3 separate regions of the Sus scrofa genome follow, and all the other regions are linked to region 1. Evidence: chromatin contacts called from public Hi-C data. All regions are on one chromosome and are shown on one strand. Each heading gives the region's core, a stretch centred on a gene start, on an enhancer-like site or on the middle of the called end of the contact. The rest is flanking DNA. Distances are from core to core; before and after follow the strand shown. Region 1 holds the start of BAIAP2 (brain-specific angiogenesis inhibitor 1-associated protein 2). Region 2 holds the start of BAHCC1 (BAH and coiled-coil domain-containing protein 1). Region 3 has its middle 18 kb from the start of ACTG1.

Evidence for each region. Hi-C and Micro-C count contacts between places; a contact is called where the count stands out from the background.
Region 2: a contact with region 1 is called in a Hi-C map of heart right ventricle, with 2.5 times the contacts expected there. The contact joins the promoter of BAHCC1 here to the promoter of BAIAP2 in region 1. A contact is called at or near these places in 3 of 47 Hi-C or Micro-C datasets (embryonic fibroblasts, heart right ventricle and liver).
Region 3: a Hi-C map of skeletal muscle shows a contact between it and region 1, with 4 times the contacts expected there. The contact joins the enhancer-like site here to the promoter of BAIAP2 in region 1. A contact is called at or near these places in 4 of 47 Hi-C or Micro-C datasets (embryonic fibroblasts, liver, skeletal muscle and 1 more).

The regions. Positions count from the first base shown.
Region 1 is chr12:1,664,629-1,669,257 of Sscrofa11.1, forward strand. BAIAP2 (brain-specific angiogenesis inhibitor 1-associated protein 2) reads right to left here and starts at 2,320. Exons shown (of 14, transcript XM_003131154.5): 1 at 2,149-2,320. The coding sequence starts at 2,202. LOC110256155 (atherin-like) reads right to left here. Exons shown (of 9, transcript XM_021068069.1): 6 at 4,295-4,417; 7 at 4,099-4,177; 8 at 3,936-4,038; 9 at 2,440-2,937. The coding sequence ends at 2,440.
Region 2 is chr12:1,403,749-1,407,967 of Sscrofa11.1, forward strand. It overlaps BAHCC1 (BAH and coiled-coil domain-containing protein 1), which reads right to left and starts at 2,874. Exons shown (of 30, transcript XM_013989840.2): 1 at 2,633-2,874. The coding sequence starts at 2,810.
Region 3 is chr12:1,336,709-1,340,888 of Sscrofa11.1, forward strand. No RefSeq gene overlaps it. Among named protein-coding and RNA genes, the nearest start is that of ACTG1, 18 kb to the left of the region's middle. Within about 2 kb of position 2,448, at least 27 of the 83 cell types and tissues checked have an H3K27ac peak or open chromatin away from gene starts, as enhancers often do. A contact at or near this core is called in skeletal muscle and subcutaneous adipose tissue, where this site is marked.

The DNA of each region.
Region 1 (4,629 bases), core at 1,070-3,569:
GCGACACAGGGCCAAAGCAAACAGCTGAGCTGCAGCTCAGAATGACACCGAGCAGGGCTAGATCCCAGCCACTCTCCCACAAGTCACCAATCTGGACACAGAGGCAGCAACACCCCTGGACAGAACAGAGGACTGGCCAGACTAGCCTGGGTCTACACACAGAGGCTTCAGCTGTGTCCTGCGGCGCCTGCTGTCAGCTGGTCCCTGCCCAATCGCTGTGCCAAAGTCCCCCAACCAGTACCAGCTCTTTTCCTGCTGGGGACCCTGAGCTCCCCAGTGACCAGCCACGGTAGGTATAGCGCTGCGCCCGAAGGCCCTCCGTCAGGCCACATCAGGCAGAAGAGCACCGCCCACAACCCCCAGCTGCCTGGTCTGTGCAGGCGCCCAGCACCTACTTCCCGACACGTCCAACCCGAAAGTCCTCGGTGTGTGCCACGCCTTCCCATGGGAGCTCAGGCATCAGCTGACCTGCCAGCACAGACCGCAGACCAGCCTGTTGAATGCACGCCCGAAGCCTCTGTTCTGCTTCCAGAGGGGCTGAAAGGCCCCAGGCACGCAGATCCCATCAGGTTGCTGCCACCGCCCTGCCAAGATTTCAACTTCAGGCCTGCAAACAAATCCCGGCTCCATCCAGAAGCCGCTCAGCTGGAACGGCGCGCCGGACTGCCCCGTTCAGGAGCGTTTTATTAGGGCCAGTCATGGGGTTCCCCACCGCAAAGCGTGCCACGCACCCCCTCCTCATTCTCCCCACAAAAGTTCCTGTTTAATGGTTTCAGTGCAGAAGCAGGAAAAACGGGAAAAAACACCAAGACCAGCACTTCTCTTCCACCCCCTGCACAAATGAGCAAGTGGTAATGGAACTAATGACTAATAATTTAATAAACCGCCCTCCCCTGACAGCACTTACAGAGCAACACGAGCAAAAACGCATGCCTCCACCTCGACGTGACACAAACATGAAAACCCCAAAGGCTGTTCCTCTTACAGGCGCCGCTTCCTCGCCAGTCTCCACTCCCTTTACCAGCAGCTCTAACACGGCTTCGGAACTGACTTGGTCAACCCCGACCCGGCTTCAGGAGCCTTCCAGGTGACCCGGCAACAACTTTAAAACCTTTCTTAGAAGCCGCGATTGACTGCAGCCGCCCCGGACTCCAGCTGAAAGCTATGGGCCCCCCAGAGGCCTCCCTCCGCGCAAGCCAAGAGGGCTTGGCAGGCCGCGGGCTAAGGCGGCACAGCCGTAGTTGTTTAACACAATTAGAAACTGTTGCTCGGCCAGCGCGCTGCAACCCCAGTCCGCCGCCATGAACCAGCAACGCCGCCGCGTAAACACCACCTCGGAGCCTCCGGGCCCGCCACTTCACCCCCAGACAGTTTTGGCATCGAGCACAGCTCGGTAAGGGGACCGCGTGGGCCGCCAGGGCACGCATCTCCCGCAAGAAAAAGCCGCCCAGAACAGCCCGGAGCCACCAGAGCCTGGGTCTGCGCGGGTGGGGGCGGGGGTCCAAACCGAGAAAATGGATGCTAAAAACGGCAGCCCGCGTGCCTGCCAACGTGCCCCCAAGGCGCAAAACCGGCCGGGCGGGGGCGGCGAGGGGTCCTGCGGGCTGCGCGGAGCTCAGACCCACACCCGCGCGTTCCGCACCAGGGGATGCGAGCCGACTCCTCGCACATCAGTAGCAGAGGCAGGCGCGCCAGCCTCCTACACAATTAGTCTTCTCCCTCCGCGGTTACATAAGATGACGGATTATCTGTCCACCCATCCAACCTGCCCGCGCGCGACCTCCCACCCGGCCACGTCCACTGACTCCGAAAAGGAGTTGGGAAAAAGCAAAGCCTGTTGAGAAAAAAAGTGCCCAAGGCTTGCGTAACCGCGCCGGGCAGGGCCACCACCGCGCCAGGCGACCAGCAGCCGCGCGGCCCGGGACCCCAGGAGCCTCTGGACGCCGCAGCCGGGCGCCTGCGCCCCCACCCCACTCAGGTCCGAGGGCTCCGGCCCCGGGCGCGCGAAGAACGCACGGAGGGGCGCGCGGGGCTCTCGGGGCGAGGACGCCCGCGCCATCCTATGCCGGAACGGCGGCGGGTCCCGGCGGCTGTGCGGGGAAGACCCCCGTGGGCCCAGGGTCCGCCCCGGGCGGGCGCGGGGCTCACCTTGTAGACATTTTCCGTGAGCCGGTGCATCTCCTCCGAGCGAGACAGCGACATGGTGCTGGTCCGGCTGCACCACAGACCGGAACGGGAGCGTGAGCGGCGGCGACTGCGGACGCAGCAAAGACTGCGGGTAAAAGACGCGCGGAGCCGGACCAAGAGCGCGGCTGCTCGCCGGCGGCTACTTTTATAGCCGTCCAGGCCCCGCCCCCTATAGGCCCCGCCCCCGTGCGCCCGCCCCCGCCGCACCCGGATCACCGCCCCCGGCCACCCGCCCCCGCCCAGCCGCTGCTGCTAGGCAACCTGCAGGCCCCGCCCCCGCGACGCTTTTTCCATTGGTGCGTTCCGGAGACGGGGGAAGGGGGCGGACACAAGGGCGGAGCTTGTGGGCCGGAGCCAGGCAGTAATTGGCTCGTGGCGCCGTCGATCGCGGGGGAGGAGGCGGAGGCGCACCGCGGGCTGGGGCCCTGGGAACAGCCTGGGGGGCCCCGGCGACAGCCGGGCTGGGGGCGGGGAGGCGGGGGCGGGGTAGCGCAGGAAGAAGGCAGCAGAAGGCGTTGGGTGGGGGGACGCCGATGGCAAACGCGAGTGGGGGCTGCACTTCGCAAAGTGCCGAGTGCCCGCGGCGGGCTCTTGGGCGTCGCTGCCCCGAAGGCGGCCGAAGGCGCAGGGGTCGGGGGCTCGCGCTGAGGAGAGTAGGGTCCCTGGGTGTTTGGCCGCCTGCTGCGCGGGCTTGGCGAAGGATGGTGAGAGGCCGGCGCGCTGCCCGGGGGACCCGGCGGGGTCCCGGCACTTTTGGAGGTAAGTTCACCGGGCAGCGGCGACCCCCAGGCCAGCCCTTCTGAGGAGGGAGGAGGACGGGCTCCGGAGAAGGAAGGATCCTGGGGCGAACCCAGAAGAGGGGTGGACCCTGGGGGGACGACCCTGGAGGGGTGCATCTTGGGGAGGGGTTGGAGCTGGAGAGGGAAGGGGAGGGACCTGGGTTGCGGAAGAGGACTCTGGGGAGGTGGGGGGGGCAGATTCTGGAGGGGGCGGATGAGGAGGGGAGGGGATGAGGAGGAGAGGTTTGAGGGCCGACAGTTAAGCAAAGAGAGGGCCCTCGTGGGGGCAGAAGACCCTCATTGGGGGGAGTTTCCGTGGAGAGGGAGGACCCCGTGGCGTGGGAAAATCTGGGGGGGAGAGAGCCGCTCTAGATGGATGAAGAAATCAGAGGTACCAGGTTTTTGGAGGCGAGTCATGGAGGGTTCTGTTGAGGAAGCTGACCAAGTTGGCACACAGGGTTCCCAGCACAACTCCCTTGGAGGAATATTTACGTGAATTAGACTAATTTAGAGGGATTCTTTCCTTTACATTGTGAACCATCCATTCTAAGTGTTTCCTTTTCGTTGAATCTGACCTTCTTCGCCAGCATCACCAGCATCCCATCCCTGGACCGTCATGCCTTCAGCTTCGGACACCCAACACGGCCGGAGGACCCCACAGATAGTTGGGGGCTGACAGTTTGCTCCGCAGGGCTGTCGACCTGAACCGGCCACACGCTACCTCACAAGGATTCGAAAAAAATGGAAGCAGTGTTCTAGAAGCGGTTGTCTCCCTTAACCTCGAGCTTTTGTTTCTACAGACGCTCTCATTTTAACTTTCTTTCCACCGTCAGCCCGGCTTCCTCCACCCTGTTGCTGTCGGTGTTTTAAGGTAGATCCCAGGGTATGTAATTTCCGAGATTCTTTTGGTTGCAAGGGATGGAGAGTCAGCTCAAACTGGCTCTTACAACGAGGGCGTGGTTGGCTCACATGACGGAAGTCAGACCAGTCTTCCTTCTTCAGCGCCTTTTTCAGGCCAGCCAGCGGCAGCACACGCTTCGTCCCTCCAGCCCTGGGACTGAGGTCCACTGGCCTGAATGGGGTCAGGGGCCAGCGTGGAGCTGGGTGGGACCAGGGAAGAGCTGCTGCTTACCAGAGGGAGGTGGAGGCTGGCGACGTGGGCGTCGTCACTGTGGGGGAGTCAGCGGTCTCGGGGCTGGGCTGTCCGCTGCCTCGGCCGGGACACAGCAGAGAGGGGAGGGGCCTCTCCATGAGAGCTGCGGGGCCCTGAGCCCCCGCCCCGCAAGATCCTGCCCGTGACCGCCCCTCCTGCCCAGTGGGATGCTCACGTTTGGTAGCCGCTGAGGCGGGAGACACCTCACAGCCCAGACCGCCATCCAGGTGGGCTGATCGCTCTGCGGCCTCATCTCGGCCTGTGCCCTCCAGCTGGCAGCTAGGCCGGAGGGGAACAGCTGGGGGGAAGCCAGCGGTCAGAAGAGCCTCCGCAGGGCACCTGTGGCAGGTGAAAATGAGCTCATGGAGCCAAGTAGCCTGGAAAAACGCACGGCGCTGATGGCAGGTACAGAGCGGGATTGGCGAAGAGACCGCCTGGGCCTGGAGACCTGCAGCGAGGAAGTCCCAGCCCTGCCCCGTGGCCCCCCTCAGCCGCCCGCCCGCCTGCCCA
Region 2 (4,219 bases), core at 1,624-4,123, 260 kb before region 1:
AGAAAATTCAGCTGAATGATACAGGCTTTTCTTCTTAGACTAGATCATGTACAGATACAGACCAAAGCAACGGAGTCTGAGGCATAACGCCTTTAAAAAAAAAAAAAAATGGATCCAGCTAAATTTTGAAACCAATGCAAGACCCTGGCTTTCAGCAATTTCAAAAGGCTTTCAGCGGCAGATGTTTCTAGCTGGACGCCCACGAGGCCAGCCTTCCCGACGCAAATGGGTCGCCCATCTCCAAGCACAATAGGTTTCTCTGGTCCCCCTGGGAGGTGGAACAGCCTCCAGGAGCTGGGGACACGTGGCCCTCCGGCTCCCCCCTCCGAGGGTGCCCTGGGGACCTCCAGCGCCCTCTAGAGCACCCTGCCCGTGGGGGAGGCAGGCAGGGTCTGGGTCAAGGACACAGACCGGGCCAGCGCCCACCCAATTTCTCCAAACCCTCCGTGGCCCACGATCTAAGGACCACGTGGTCAAACTTGGAAGGAGCAAGACAATGGTTCGGGCCACGCAGCCCACGTTCCTACCTGACTTGGTGGTGCCTGCATCTGGAAAGAAGGGCAGAGAGGAGAAATGGCGGCGGACCAGGACCTGGCCGGGCTGTGGGGACTGGATGGGGATGAGAGAGGCAGCAGTGACCTGAACTGACAGGGAATCCGTCCTGGCCATGCCTCCCCAGGGGGGACAGCCCAGGCCTGTCTGCGCTCTACTGGCACAGCCTTGGTGTCAGGGGCCCTTCCGACCCTCATGTCTGCTACCCTCCAGGCTGGAGGGCATGGCCAATGGGGGGGGCAGGGGGGCTGCAGCCGCTCCCTTCCCATCCCCCTGACCAGCAGGCTCAGCCTCCCAGCCTCAGCAGGCACCAGCAGCCTGCAGCCAGAGAGGGCGGGTGGGGAAGCTGTGGCACTGTCCCTGCAGCCACCACGAGCCCCCAACCCCAGCTCCCCAGTGTGGGCTGAGCTGGGTGGGCGGTGTCTCCGATGAAGGTGCAGGACACGGAAGCTCAGGGACAGCCAGGCCAGATATTTAAAATCACCAACTGCCCAGGCAAGTACTTTTGCTCTTCCGAGGTAAAAATCCAGCAGAGAAAGAAAGAAAGAGAGAAAGAGAGAAAGAGAGAAAGAAAGAAAGAAAGAAAGGAAGGAAGGAAGGAAGGAAGGAAGGAAGGAAGGAAGGAAAGGGAGAGGAAGAATGAGGAGCAAGAAGCAGGGAAAAAGCAGCCTTGCAGAGGGCTCACAGCGGAACAGCAAGCGGCGCAGGGCTGACTCCAGCCGAGAGCGCTGCGTCCGGGCCCCCTCCACTCCCACCCGGCTCCAACTTTTTGAGTCTCGACATGCAGCAAATGCTCAAAGCCCACTAGCAATTAAATAATTTCTCGTTGTTTTTTTTTTTTTTTTTTAGGAAATTTACATTATTCTTTCTGCGGGCTCTCCCTTCTGACATTTTCCCTTCTCGCCTGACTCTGCCATCCGTTTTAATCCACACACTAATTGTAATCCCATTAAAGCAGATATAATTTTATTAGTATTCACAGTTCATCAAGCTACCAATAAGAACTGTTACTGCCAAATCACCATCAACAACAGCAACAACACGGCACCCACCGTTTTGATGTTTAGAGCACACTGTAAACAAAAGCAAGCCAACCTTCCAGGGTGACCGGCAGGTCCCCCACAGGCGCAGCCCCTCCAGCTTCCTGCCAACTTAGTCGGCGCTGGCCAGTGATCTCCAGGGTCTCGGGAGGTAGCGGCCCCTTGGCCATCCTGTCCCTGGCCCTGGTTCGCCTCCGACCTTGCCAAACAGGAATATCAAAGCCACCCGACAAGGGGCCCGCTCTGGAGGCCTGGAGAAGACCGGAGTGCGGGATGGCCCTGGCTCTCTCCTCTTGGAGCAAATTCGCAGGGAACTCGCCTGCACCGAAATCCAGAGGCTGCCCCCGCGGCCGCCCCCAGCCGAGCCGGCGCCGGCTCTGCCCTCCCCCGGGGCGCAGGCCCTAAGGCTGGGCCGCGATCTGGCCACGCTTTGTCCCGGCTTTAGCAGGATACCAGAGGCACTTGTTAAAGCAAATGCATCTCCTGCAAACCCATTCTCGCCCTGACACTTCAAGGCTTTATATAGAAACAGGATTTGCTCGTCTTACACCAGCAGTCCCTATTAACGCTCACCCCGCGCGCACACCGCCCTAATCCGCCAGGCCGCGGCACCCCCCCCCCCCCGCGTCACAGCAGCCGTTTTGTTCCCGCAGAAAGTGCCTCGTTGTCCCAGGCCCGGAATGGCTTAAGGATGTGAATGCAGAATGCAGAAATGAGGTTTCCGCGGAATTTAGTTCTGCTGCAGGAAGGGGTGGGGGGAGGGTGGCAGGAGGGGAAAGGCTTTATTTTTAGCCGGCTCCTGGGATGCCCTTCCGAGACCCCCGGGGGACCCCAGGGAAGGTCGCTCGAAACCGCGATGCTCCGGCTCGCGGGGCCCGCAGGACGCGCGGGCCGCCGCCGGTGCCAGAGCAGGGAAATGAAACCGAAGGCTTCTCCGCAAAGGCTCCAAGGAGAAGGGAGGGACGGGCGCCCTCCGACCCTGGACCTTGCCCAGCTCGCCGCAGGGCCTCCTCTCCCGCGCCCGGCCGCCCAGCACTGACCTGTGTGCGAAGCCATGGGCAGCGGCGACGGGAAGTACTTTCCGGGCTGGAAGTGCGCCGGGGGCTGCGCGGCGGGTCCGGCCGGGGCGAGGCGCGCGGCAGCAGCGGCGCTGCGGTGGCCCAGGCTCCCGCGCTCCGACAGCAGATGCGGCGGCGGTGCGAAGTCGCGGCCATCCATGCCGGGCCCCGGCCCCGGCCCCGGCCCCGGCCCGCCGCCTCCCGGGAGCAGCGCGGCCGGGGCCCGGGAGCGGCTCGGCGCGCGGGCGGCGCGCGGGCGACGCGGAGGCGGCGGCGTCCGGGGTCACCGGTGGCGGCCACGGAACGGTCAGCACACCGGTGGACTGGGCTCCTGGGAGGGCGGCCGCGTGCCGAGCCGGCGGCCGCCGTGCGGATCCATAGTCTGCGGAGGCAAGCAGAGGAGACTCGGTGACTCGGGGTCTCGGCTCGCCCGGGGGGGGGTCCCCACCCTGCCGGTGCCCCCCCCCCCAGCCCCCCGCTCCGCCGGCCCGAGCCGCGGCCAGGCCGGGCGGCGGGGCCCGGAGCGCTCCGCGCGTCTCCCCGCTGAACGCGCGCGCGCCGGCCACCTGGGCCGCCCGGATCCCCGCGCGCACACGCACCGTCCCGGCCACGCTCCGCCGGGTGGAGCCCGAGGGAACCCGGCCGCACCGCTCGCCGCTTCCCCTTCGCAGGTCCCTGCGGCGAGGGCGCCGCGGCGAAAGGCTGCTGGCTCCGCTGGGTGATAAAAACCCAAATCTGCGAAGCCATCACGCACACACAGACACAGTCGCGCGCGCGCGCGCACACACACACACGCACGCACACACACACCCTCTCCCCTCCCCCGCTGCCCAAAGGTGTCTCCGAGGAAAGGCCTGGGGTCCACACTAGCTTTTTTTCCTCTCTCCCTATTCCGAGGTTCAGCTTTTACTGCATTCCGCTTAACCGAATAACCATGCTAATTAAGCGAGTAATTTTATTGATTGTAACTCAAGAGTTCTTTCTTTTTTTTTTTTTTTAATAACCTTCCTTTCGCCCCTCTCCCATCCCCCTATGCGTCTTTGGGTCCATTCTTTTGAACCCAGCCCCCCTCCCGAGCCCTAATGGGACCAGGCCCCCACCCCGCAGCGCCGAGCCAGGACCACGGGCCAGCTCCCCGGAGCCCCGGGAGTCGACGTCCGCCTCCGGCGTCCCCTGGGCCGCCTCGCCGCAGTGCCGGGCCTGCCGTCCCGGAGTCGGGAGCTTTCTGGCGAGGCTCGAACAATCACCCCGCCCCCCAGTCACATTCGCCCGGGATCTTCCTCTGCGGACTGGGGGCTGGGGGTTGGGGGGGCTCTGAGAATCAGAAATTGTTCTTTCTCAGCGCCCCAAATGGGCCAGGGAATTCCTCCCTTCGGCGCCTGCCCCCGGCCGCCAAGCCGAGGCCGGGCGCCCGGGGGGACCCGGGGGCACGGACAATTGGCCGGGCCCAGAGCAACCTTCCCCGCTGCTCTGGTCCCAGCGGACCTCAGGCCTCCGTCCACCTCCACCTCCAGGCTGGGCCACCGAAGGCCCCCCACCTCCCTTGGCTTCCACCCCACCCAACGCAGA
Region 3 (4,180 bases), core at 1,198-3,697, 330 kb before region 1:
GGGTTAAGGATCTGGCGTTGCCCTGAGCTGGAGTGTAGGTCACAGATGCAGCTTGGATCTGGTGTTACTCTGGTGTAGGCCAGCAGCTGCAGCTCCGATTTGACCCCTAGTCTGGGCCTTTCCATATGCTACAGGTGTGGGCCTAAAAAGCAATTAAAGGAGCTCCCATCCTGGCTTAGTGGAAACCAACCTGACTAGCATCCACGAGGATGCAGGTTCAACCCCTGGCCTCGCTCAGTGGGTTAAGGCTCCAGCGTTGTCATGAGCTGTGGTGTGGGTCACAGATGCAGCTCAGGTCTGGCTGTGGCTGTGGCTGTGGTGCAGGCCGACAGCTGTAGCTCTGATTCAACTCCTAGCCTGGGAAGTTCCATATGCTGCGGGTGAGGCCATAAAAATGCAAACAAACAAAAAAACCCCAAAAAACTCTTTGGGATGATGAAAAAACTCCGAAAATGGATAGGAGTGGTGGTTGCCAAACACTGTGATTGTACTTCATACCACTGAAAATGCCACTTGTACACTTGAAAATGGTTTTGAAAGGGCAGATTTTGGTATATGTATGTTTACAACTTTAAAAACGAATAATGTAATGTACCAAAGCCATGGAATTGTACTCTTTAAAACCGGTGAATTGTATTTTATTGGAAACAGCATTTGCCGTCTCTTTGCACCAAAAGTGCTCTTTTCCTGGATGTGGCAGGATTCGAGTTCGGAAGGACTGACTAGTTACTTAGCAGGTGTGAGTGCTTCTCTTCTCCATCCCACCTCGTGAGTTGCGAGGGGCAGAGTGCCTCAGGGGAGCAGCTCTCCCGCCCCCCTTTTTTTGTCTTTTTGTCTTTTAGGGCCGCACCAGCGGCACATGGAGGTTCCCAAGCTAGGGGTCGAATAGGAGCTGTAGCCGCCTGCCTATGCGAGCCGCGTCCGCGACCTACACCACAGCTCACAGCAACGCCAGATCCTTAAGCCACTGAGCGAGGCCAGGGATGGAACCCTTGTCCTCAGGGATGCTAGTCGGGTTCGTTAACTGCTGAGCCACGACGGGAACTCCAGCTCTCTTTTTGGTTCCCAAGTTACCTGCTACCCAATCAAGAATACCGGGGGCTAGGAGAGGCGGGGACGCTGTCCGCTGGGGTGCGGAGGGGTCCGCAGGCTGGATCTGGGAAGACCGCCAACTTCCCCTGAGCGCCGCCCGCGCTTCTGGTCCTCCGTTCGGCCGCCGTTCCAGCCGCGGCCGCTGGAGGGCGCCCCCGCACCGCTCCTGCCGGCCGGCTCCCTCCGGGAGAGCCCACGGCGGCGCCGGTGGTTGATCTCCTGGTTCACAGCAGCGTGGTCGACCTCGGAAGGGTGCGGGCGGGCGACGACGTGCCGCCCGAGGCTGCACAGCAGTTGGCGGAGGTCGGGCGAGGGGGGGCGGGGGTGCGAAAAGGCAGCAAAGACTCAGTGGATGGAGCAACCGCCACTCCTTCCTTACAGGGCTACGCACCTCCCTGTGAACTGCTCCTCTGCAAGCAAACTTGCACTAATCCCATCTCCTGAAGGGGGTGCCTACCCTCCAGGCTGAACACGCACTCCCCTTCAGACAAGACAGCAGACAGCCAAGATCTGGCATCGCTCTCCGGTCCCTCTGGCCCATCCGCACCACCTCCGGGCCTCAAAACCCTACCTTGGGGGGGAGGTCTGAGTTCGGAGGTCCTAAGCAGGTGACATGCAAGCAACAACCAGCCTCCCCGGCCCCTCCCACAGCCCCTCCTCCTCTGGCAGGCCCCCTGGCTCTAGCCGCGGGGCCCCAGATTCAGGCTGTTTCATGGTCGGCCGGCCAGGAAAGGGCGGCAGCCCCACTGATGGCCCTGGCCAGGGGCTGCGGCAGCTGCAAAGCTTTCTCCTCATCTCCAGGTGAATTAACCCTGGTCCCAGGCTAAGTTCTGGAAGTGGGACCCTCAGCCAGTCCCAGGCCCAGACACTGGTCAGTGCCCTTCCTCAGCCTCTGCCCCGTGGCTTCTGAGGGCTGGCAAATGACACTCTCCCGCTGACCAGTGGCCTCCACGGGAGTTCGCTGATGAGATGCCAGAGCCTCAGGTGGCATCATAATGGTCATTTGAAATCAAGGGACAGATGTGGTCTGGCTGTCCTGGGTGACAGTGAGATTGTCACCACTGTGGCACATGAAGAGCAGAGCAAAGCTCCTTTGTCACGTGCTGTGCCTGGTGGCAACTGGGCGAGCAGGGGTCTTGGCCTGACGTGTGGCAACCCTCCCTGCCCCAGCAGCAGCAACCCAAAGAGACGCCACCTGCCCTGAGGCTCTGGGGAAGGGCATTTGAGGAGGTGGCCCTGCTGCCCTGCCAGTCAGGGAACTGGGTGCTGCTCTGGCAGCCGGACGCTCCAGCAGCTGCTTGGCCTCCCAGGCCGTGGCCAGCCTTGGGTCAGCCAGGTCACAGAGCAGCCGGCCCCTAAATCATTCCGGGCCTGCCCAAGGCGGGGGGGCTTCCGCTCCAGGTGGGTGACCGGCGGCCCTTGCTATCATCTCCGAAGTCTGCTTCCTCTTCCCTCCGCTGGCTCCTCCAACCTCCCTGGGCGGCCTCCTCTCTCTCTGGTGGAGCCTGCAGCTTCCGGAGGCCTCCATGCGGGAGCCACAAAATGCCATCGAGAGGAGCCTGTGCTGTTGGGGAGCTCTGGAGCCCCCGTCTGCAGGGCTGACAGCTGAGAAGCCCAGAGGGCCTGCATCCTGGATGCAAACCTGCGCCAGCCCCCGCTGAGTTTCCTCCACCGCAGCCCCGGTAACTTGCCCCAGGACCCTCTTCTGGCTTTCGCTTTTGCGCCATGCCCCTCCCTCCCTCACTGAGGTCAGCACAGAGGGTCCCTGTCCCCACACAGCCAGGAAAGGGGTGTGTCCCACTTGCCTCTTCACCCCGCATTCTCACTGGCGAGATGCCCCCGGAGACAGGCTGTGTTGCCCCCTTGGCTCCGCTCCCTGTTCCTTCCCATTCACTGGGCTCCCGGCCACCCCGATGGGGCCTGTTTAATTGATTCAATTTGTCCAACAGTAAAAACACTCTGCAGATGTCAGCCTCCCACCACCCCACTCCCAGGGAGCCAGCAGACACCTGCCAAGGCCCTGAGGCTGGGAGTCCTTCCAGGGGCCACTACAGCCAGGCTGCGGGGGAGGCCTCTGACCCTGATGCTGCTTGCTGGGAGCTGGAGTGGGTGGCCCAGCACCCCAGAGCCAAGGAGTCACACCGAGTGAGGGCGTGCTCCACCCGTGACATGAAGAAGCGTTCTGGACACCAATCAGGTTCAAATCTGTCTTTCTTGGGGAATTACATTTTTTACAGACTCTCAGTTCTTTCCAGGTGGGTGACCACATTTTGGTCAAACTGTCCCTGAGCCGCTGTCAGGGCTCCATCTTCGCCACCAATACTGGCTTAGGGGCTCTTCAAAGTCAACGGGAGTTGGAGTTCCCGTCGTGGCGCAGTGGTTAACGAATCTGACTAGGAACCATGAGGATGTAGGTTTGATCCCTGCCCTTGCTCAGGGGGTTAAGGATCCGGCGTTGCCGTGAGCTGTGGTAGAGGTTGCAGACACGGCTTGGATCCCGTGTTGCTGTGGCTCTGGTGTAGGCCTGCTGCTACAGCTCCAATTGGACCCCCAGCCTGGGAACCTCCATATGCCTCGGGAGTGGCCCTAGAAAAGGCAATAAAAAAAAAGACAAAAGACAAAAAAAAAAAACCAGTCAATGGGGGTTGCAAAGGGCGCTGAGGAAACGGTGGGCCCTGACCTGCCTGGCAGGGGCCCTGTCCCACCTCAGTGGTCTCTTTAGCTGCTGTATCATGGGACGAACGGAGCTGAACCTCTAGACTCCCAGAGAGGGGATCCGAGCCTGGAGAGGACCTCAGGCCCCAGTCTGGAGATCGGGAGCCCTGTGTCCACAGCCTGGACAGCACTGCAGCCTGGCTGCCTCCCAGGATGTGTGTGGCCACCAAGGCACTGGGCGATGCCTCCAGATAGTTTCTGGAGGAAGGTGGTGACTTTGAGGAAAAGAGACCAGACTGAACGCCTGACCCCCTAGCCCAGCCCAGTGCTCTTTCTCCCGGCAAGGGCCCTGGCTCCTAGGGCCACCACTTTCCACCCCCGAGGGGGGCCCCTGTGAAGTGGTGGAAGAGGGAGGATGATTTGGGGAGAGTTT